2 separate regions of the Rattus norvegicus genome follow, and region 2 is linked to region 1. The links are chromatin contacts, called in public Hi-C maps. All regions are on one chromosome and are shown on one strand. The core of a region is the stretch at or near the end of the contact, and the rest is flanking DNA. Distances in the headings are between cores, read along the strand shown.

Region 1 (4,232 bases), core at 1,603-4,102:
ACTCCTTCTTCTTGCCCTAACAGCTATTACCAACCAATCACATCACCTTCCTCTGTCCAGTCTCTGCTTAGAGTACAAATTCTTTCAATTTTTGTCAGCTATTATGATTCGTACCATAATTCCAGCACTTTCGAAGCTGTGGCAGAAGGACTGTCACAATGTCAAGGCCAGCATGAACTACATAGCAAGGTTGTGGTGTTCCTCTTCCCCACAGGGAAAGGGGGCGTGGAGGGAGGCAGTGAAAGAAAAGAGAAAAGAAAAAAGGCCAGCCTTTTAATTTAATTGAATTTTCCGCAGGCTTACTCAGAAAACCACATAAAACTGGGGCCAGCTTTCGGAAACTGCAGCACTCAGCAGATGGTATTAAAACCTATCTTTTGAGCAGATGACATAGCTTAGAGTAGAACTCTTGCTAACATGCTTGAAGTCCTGGATCCTATCCCAACTACCTCAGGAAACAAAGAACAGAGCAAAGCAGACTCCACTGTGGGACAGCCTTTCTGTACACAATACCCTGACGACAGAGAGAGGAAACATTTAAAAGGCCAAATCAATTTGCATAATCAGTATCACAATCATACTTCCATCTACACAGCCTAGAAAGCTTCTCCACAAGAGTAAAGTGCATGAAATGGCTTTAAGTCGTTACTGTTTTCTCTGCAGTGACGCGCAACGACAGAAAGGGAAACATTACTTGTTGAAGTTCACGAGGTACAAGAAAGTGGTACGTGGCGCTGGGCCACTCCAGTGGATGGTGTAGCCCTTCTCCAGCATGACGACAGGCTGGTACTGTGGGGAGATGGCCCGCTGGTTAATGCCCCGAAGCACCATTGGGTGGGATGGGTATTCGTCTCGCGTGATGATCATGCTAAGATTCGGCGTGTTCCACGTCTGAACATACACCTGTAAGAAAAAGAAAAGAAAGGAAGTGAATAGAAGACTAAGCTGCTCCAAGAACTTACCAGAACACATCAAAGGTCTCTCTATTTTGAAAAGAGAGACTCTGTGGTAAGTGCCAGACCAAATAAGCAGTGTAAGCCAAGTGGTGTAAGCCACACTTACAATGCAGCCTGCGTACGCTAGACACGGCTAAAACCAGATCCTCACTCTGCTAGCCAGTATCGTCATCATGTCCACCACCACAGGCCAGCTTAGTCATCCAAACAGAGAAGGTCTGTGGCTCGTCAGAGAAGCCCCTCCATCTCAAGAGCTCACAGCCAGAGCAAATCAGCAAATGCCAGGGAAAACTGATATGGCCCAGGCAAGTCTAAGACTTCCCTCTGATCCACGGGATGGAAAATTCATATCTGAGAGCTCTGGCTTTACTCTTCCATGACCTCTACTTGCCCAAGAAGTCATTTATCACCTATTCAAAAGTAACAGTTAAGAAGCTCACTACTGCATCTGGAAAAACATGTTAAGTTTAGATAAACTGGAAAGTCCTGAATCTTTTCCAGTAGCATTTGAACCACGGTCCAGGCCAAACTAAAGCCTTCCACCAAGGCATCCTCCACCACACAGCCTCAGAACAATTTCCTAAAACAAATTGATAGCCAGCAACACATTCTCCAGGAGAGTAAAATCATATGCAGAACACTGACATTTACCAAAAATTCACTGGTCTCCTCTGCGTCCTTGTTCACGCTGGAAACAAACAACAGGAATTCTGTCTCCTGTTGCTTCCCCCTTCTGCCACAAATGCATACTATACTTACTCCTAAATAAAAGCAAACAGCTATATATCTGGGCTTCTGCCCAAATTTCAAATCTTCAGGAAAGAATTTCTGACCCATGGTTCTCCCACTCCTAGTCTCCCAGGAAGCATAAATGACTCAAGGCTTCCTTCAGCTACAAATAGAAATAAATCGAATGATTACGTTCCTATCCCAAACAGCATTACCAATCCAAAGGGCCAAGGGGTTGACTGAGCTATGAATGAGAACATGCAGTGTTTAGCTAAAAACTAGAACTTATGAAAATTATGAGCTATTATAACCATACACCACATACTTTACAGACATACAATATCTTCATTAGTGAACATTCATCATCTTCAGTCAGCCTGGCTTGCACAGCACACATGCACCACACACACACACACACACACACACACACACACACACAAACACACACACATATACATATACATACATACACACACACATATGCATACATACATACACATATGCACAAACACACATTCATATGCACACATACACACACACAAATACAAACATACACACACACACACACACACACATAGATAGCAAAAAAAAATTTTCATAAAAACTGCAGCCACTCTAAAAAAGAGCAAAGGTTCCTTATTTTTGTTCTGGTTTTAATGTTATAGTATCTGTAGAGTCTAAGTATTGATGGGGGACATTTAATGTGGACCAGGGCAATTCCAAAATGAAACTCAGGGACCCCCTTTTAAAGCCCCTCTTTCCTTCCTTGTTTTGCTGTAGGTAACTCTCCATCCACTCCTTGACCTTCAGCGACTTGTTCCTCTGTGTCTGTTCTTTTCCCCATCCGTTCACAGGAATGAGAATTCCCACAACAAAGGCACTAATGAAATAAACAGGAAACGCTGTCCAGTCTTCATCCCTCTTCAACCCTTGTCTACAGAGAACAAGTTTTTTTCTACAGAGACACTTTTTTTCTTAACTTTAGAGTAACACTCTTGTACAATCATTTCAAAGTCGGGAGAATAATGAGGAATTCTGTTCTAAGGAATGTCAGCCACAGAAGGCTAAGAAGATGAAAACCACATCAAACTTGGGGTACTCAGGGAAGCACTGAGGCAAGAACCCACAAACACATGCACTTGGCTGCTAAGCCTCGGTCAGTGGCAGGGAGAAACCACACAATAAAAGAGGCATCTGGTGTCGGCTATCGCAAGCCAGTGTGACTTAAGAGTATCCCTTGTTCTTCCTCCAATTCCCTTCTTTGTGCTCAAATCAGCCCCTTCTTTTATTCTTTGTTCCCCTCTGATTTTTTTTCTTTTTTACTTTTTGAGATGCTGTCTTACTATGTAGCCCGAGTTACATGAAGTAGCGCTCTATCTGCATTGGTCTCCCAAATGCTAAAATCACAGCCATGCACCACCACGCCTAGCTTAGCAATCTGTCATTAAATCCCACACTTTTCCTGCCCTAAATATGGGGCTAAGGAGTCTGCCCGCCCTCCTCCTCCAAATGGGTAATTGATGCCTCGGCTCTGTAAGATCGTCCTCCATCATCTCACTATTAAAACCAGCCTTCTGGCTTTCAGCCCTGCTCTTCAAATGGCAGCAGCATCCCCAATGGCGGCCGGACTACAAGCTGAGTGTATTCCATGAAAGTGTCCTGTCCTGTCATTGTCCTCCTTGTGCACGGCCAGAATACCTTTTAATTTACCTAACTCACATTTCAGCACGTAACAGAATCCAGGCAGTCTGACTCCAGAGTCTATGCTGTTAACTGTGCATACTTTCCAAGTAAGCCTCTCCTCTGTTAAAATATACACTAGCCTAATGATTTCAAAGAAGTATTTCCCCATATATCTGTGCTATCCCTTTCTATCTCTGCAGACTATCATAACACAATTAGGGTTTCCCAGGACTCCTTCCTGTCTATTTATTTCCAAACCTCAGTTCCTTCCTTGGAACCTTATTCTTTCTCGGTTACTCACTGATAGTCTATCTCAAAGTCAGACATCACAGAGATTAGGACCAGGAAAACAAAAGAGAAAATTCCCTCGAGGAGACACACTTGGAACGCAGTAAGAAAAACCCTAAGGGTTAAGAAGCACCAGACCTACCTATCTGTTACGGTGCCTGCCTGCAGTCTCAGGATACAGGAAGTGGAGACAGAGCCAGGAGAATTACCACATATTCCAAGCCAGCCTGGGCTGCAGGGGGACCTTGCCTCAGAAAAGGGAACGTGGTTTCTCTTGTCCTGGCAGCATCTCAACTGTATCACAAAGTACATTAACCATACCCCTGCGGCTGACTTGCTTCTTTGACTTAACTAGTTTCAGAGAGCTTTTAACAAAATGTTCTTCTTTTCTCTTCCAGGGCCACTTGCTTTCCTCCCCTCTATCTCTATCAAGTCTTGCTTGGGACACCCCCAGTCACCCTGCAGTCACCACTGCCAGGAGCTGCAGGTCTGGACCACCTGCCGGGCCTACCTGGGCATAGGTCCCACTGCAGACCACTGCATTCCACTTAGTAACGCTGACACAGTTTGGATGGC
Region 2 (3,970 bases), core at 738-3,237, 74 kb before region 1:
CTGAGAGAAGGGGAGGTCCTGTACTGCAAGGAAGCAGGCTTAGTTAATCTGCGATCCATGCTATGTTGGGTAACAGGATACATGTAACCTAGACTAGAGGAATCACTTTTAATTGTATGATGATGGGGCTTGGTTAATGTGTGACCTATAATATGTGACCCAACTCGTAGGTGGTAAAAGAGCAGTTGAAGTGTATTTGCTGTGCTCATATAATCTATGATTAAAGTCAGGAAGACATGTATCTTCGTTAGGGTTTTACTGCTCTGAACAAAGTCCATGACCAAGGCAACTCTAAAAAGGACAACATTTAATTGGGCCTGGCTTATAGGTTCAGAGGTTCAGTTCATTATCATCAAGGCGGGAGGATGGCAGCATCCAGGCAGGCATGGTATAGGAGGAGCTGAGAGTTCTACATCTTCATTGGAAGGCTGCTAGGAAATGACTGGATTCCAGGCAGCCTGGAGGAGGATCTTAAATTACATGCCCATAGTGACACACCTACTCTCCATCAAGGCCACACCTCTTAATAGTGCCACTCCCTGGTCCAAGCATAGACCATCACGGTGAGGCTGTTCTACCAGAACAGTCTTCATGTGCTGTGTATAACAAACAAAAAAGCAATCCTTTGGTTTACATAAGCTGAGACTTTCCAGTAAACAAGTCTTTAGTAAATGAAGTTCATGGTAGTGATGAGGTTTACTTTGTTTTTTAAATGAAAACACCATGCAAAATGCTAGTATTTGTCCTTAGGATTGGGTTGTGGCATCGTAAGCCTTTTCCCCACTTTGAATTAGCTTCAAAGAATGGATCCCAGACTTTGAAACAATATATTTAATAAATCTCCAAAAACATCCCAGGAGGCACACTATAGGCATTTACTTCCTTAACCGGCTCTGAGAATAAAGTAATTAACAGTCTTGCATTCTTCCTAGCCCCTTTAATTATGAAGTGAGGCCTAAATATTTCATCATTCCTGCATGATTAGCATGCCAGGACGGACGCGAAGGGACGAGAGAGGTCTCTCGGGAACAGGTACTGAGCCGTTTACATGCACAATAAACATCCCCAGCCACCATGAGCCTGGACATCTGGCAGAAATTTTGTAGTCATGAACATCTGGAATGTAATTTGCTACGTGTAGTAGAAACTGCTTCCCTAAGACCATCTCTACTTTATTCAAAGCAATTTGCAGCCTTATAATCTGTTCACACCCTCCACCCAGAACCTTGGAAATTTCCACAATGCCTCTTGCAGCAACCCTTAGAAAGTCTCGGGTTTGAAAGATAACAAGTGGATGCATCGCAAACAGTTCCCCTCACCTCTTTCATCCCATGGATGAGCTCTGCCTTTATAATTCAAGAGGCCTTAGATGACTGTCCAGCTTCCCTAGTTAATGCTGTCATCTGTTCACAGCCTGTGGACCCCACAGATATAGGCAGGCACAGCAGGAAGCAGAGAGATGACCAAGCAGGGAGTTCACTTGTGTTCTGGGCACAGTGTTCCTTTCCTGAGTACATGTGCTTTTGTGATTACTTTTCTCACAGTTCCTGTGATTGTTGGGCCATTACGAATGGCTGCTATCAATAAATGCCCTAACCTTTCATTTGTGAGGCCCAGACTGCACTTTCAGGAGATAACAATGACTTAGATTTCAGCGCAATGAAAAACATATCCCAAGGCCCGTCTTGGTCAGTCAGGATATTTTAAAAAATGTGCAGTCAGACCTTAGATAAGATAGCATTTCCTTTTCTTTCTTTATTTATTTTCTCCATCCTTGAACACAGGGTTAGGAGGGAGCTATTAGATAATATCAATTCTTGGTTAGTCTAGGATGTGGCTATACTTGCTCTGTAAATGGTGGGGTACCCACAAGATGAGGCTGACATTTACCTCTGGGTGTGCCTTTCACAGTGCTTTCTAAGCTTGGGTTGAGTTTCATGGGTAATAGCAGGCCTCAAGCTCTTCTCAGAATGACTGTCTACCCTTGAAACATCCTGAGAGGAAATGTCAACTGGAACTACTCCGTCAGCATTTCCTACCATTGCCAGGACACATCTCAGTAAATGAAAACTCAGTCAGGACCTTTACGGTCACTTTACATCCCATTTTATTTCTTTCGTCTATTCTCTTTATAGCAAATTTCTCCTTTGGGTTTTATACTTTAGATTTAGCCTCCAAAAGCAGTTATTATTTGTCTAATAATTGAAATATACCTTTATTGCCTGTAAAAAACATGTTCATCCCAGAAAAAAAATACCTTTGTACGAGGACCTTCTGAAATGTAGAAGTTGCATATAGGGAGCATACAGTATGGAAATGGTTTTAGGGGTTGTCCTCAGTCAGAACCAGCTGAACTTCTGCTAATCATTGACCTCAGACAAATGAAACCTAAAGCTGAGGGAGCAAAAGAGGATGTGGAGTGGTCAGCATGGACGTATGCTTTTTCACAAGGAAGCTGGACACAGTGAATCCTTTGGACACAACAAAGGAAGGAAATCAATCTGGGTGTCCGTAACTTGTCACTTATCGTGACAGTGTCTCATCCACGCCTGATCTGGGTATCCTTGTTTGTATCAGGCCATTTCCTTTGATAGTACATTCCTATCTGACACACCATGCCTGGGAAATGACAGTATCCTTCACCCCCACCAGGCAGGCCCAAGATCAAGACGTCATCAGAAGCCTCTGTACTTCCGTTGCTGGGCATGGCGCCTACTGCAAGCTTTGCATTTTTCTCTGTTTACTTCCTGTCTCATTAAGGGAACTCTATAGAGTCCTAAGTTTTGGTTTCAAGATGAATTAACAAAGCTTAGAGAAAAGATAAGAATGAGAGAGAAATATGTTTCATAGCTCAATGCTTAGAATCAGAATTTTTAAAGCCTATAGAACTCACCTGTTCCTTGCCACCAGAAGAATGGAAAAAAGGCCTATGGTATGATTTACACTTTTAGACAATCAAATTGAGTCCTGTCTAGAAAGTGAAATGAGAGAAAAGATGATGCAGAAGGGTTGAAGTAGGAAGTCTGTTTAGGAGATGGCTATACAACAAGAGATGATGGTATCTTAAACTAGGCTCTCAACCCTCCTAATGCTGAGACCCTTTCAGAAAGTTCCTCATGTCGTAGTGACCCCAACAATAAAATTATTTTGTTGCTACTTCATAACTGTAGTTTTGCTACTGTTATGAATCAGCACATATTTATCTGGTATGCAACCCTCAAAGGAGTTGCAACCCAAACGTTGAGACTAGAAGAAAACAATGAGGGTATAGACAAATAGGAAACAGGGCATGCGTTGTGAGAGTGGATGGCATTTGCTAACAGACTAGAAGGGAGGGGTGAGGTGGGAAAACAACAGAAACATGAACAAATTCCAGCCTTTAGTTCACACAGTTGACTGGTTAGTTTTGTTCCATTCGAACAATAGAGTTAAAGTTAGCACAGCTTCCTGAGAGGGAGTGGGACGGAGGATCAGGCAAGTCGGATTTAAATGTCACATTAGAAGTATCTATTCAAAAGTCAGCATAGCAAAGTGTCTGTGTTTAGGCTAGAGTTCAGTGAGAAGATTTAGAAACATTCAGAAAAAATGAAGGCCAAGAATGGATGGGATCGCATAGAACAGTTAAGTCACCTTCAGGCCTCACTATGCCACCGTCACCCAAAAACCTTGAAGAAAAAATTATCATCAGCTCCCACCTCCAAAGCAAACCATCAAACATGAGGAAGAGTGTGGAATCAGAACAGTAGGAGAAGCGGACCTAGGGCTACATCTACGGATGTGTTGAAGCAGAGGTCAGAGAAAGAGTTCAATGAAGGAACTAGAGGCAGAAGTGGGAGAAAGGAAAGTCATGCTTGCTTTCCTAGAAGCTCAGACAGAAAGATCTTCTGATGGGTGGAGAGACCATTTAGCTGCTACACGACTAAGAAACATGAGGACCCCACCCTGGAACATCTAGCCTCAGCAGAACTAA

What was found. Hi-C and Micro-C count contacts between places; a contact is called where the count stands out from the background.
Region 2: a Hi-C map of Schwann cells shows a contact between it and region 1, with 2.6 times the contacts expected there. The contact joins two enhancer-like sites. A contact is called at or near these places in 5 of 12 Hi-C or Micro-C datasets (the A7r5 cell line, the Rat2 cell line, Schwann cells and 2 more).

Annotation. Positions count from the first base shown.
Region 1 is chr1:228,809,616-228,813,847 of GRCr8, reverse strand. It overlaps Cemip2 (cell migration inducing hyaluronidase 2), which reads right to left. Exons shown (of 22, transcript NM_001107596.1): 15 at 4,168-4,232; 16 at 695-903. It also overlaps the pseudogene Eif4a1-ps7. Among named protein-coding and RNA genes, the nearest start is that of Cemip2, 39 kb to the right of the region's middle. Within about 2 kb of position 2,852, at least 2 of the 93 cell types and tissues checked have an H3K27ac peak or open chromatin away from gene starts, as enhancers often do. A contact at or near this core is called in Schwann cells, where this site is marked.
Region 2 is chr1:228,882,693-228,886,662 of GRCr8, reverse strand. No RefSeq gene overlaps it. Among named protein-coding and RNA genes, the nearest start is that of Cemip2, 110 kb to the right of the region's middle. Within about 2 kb of position 1,987, at least 7 of the 93 cell types and tissues checked have an H3K27ac peak or open chromatin away from gene starts, as enhancers often do. A contact at or near this core is called in Schwann cells, where this site is marked.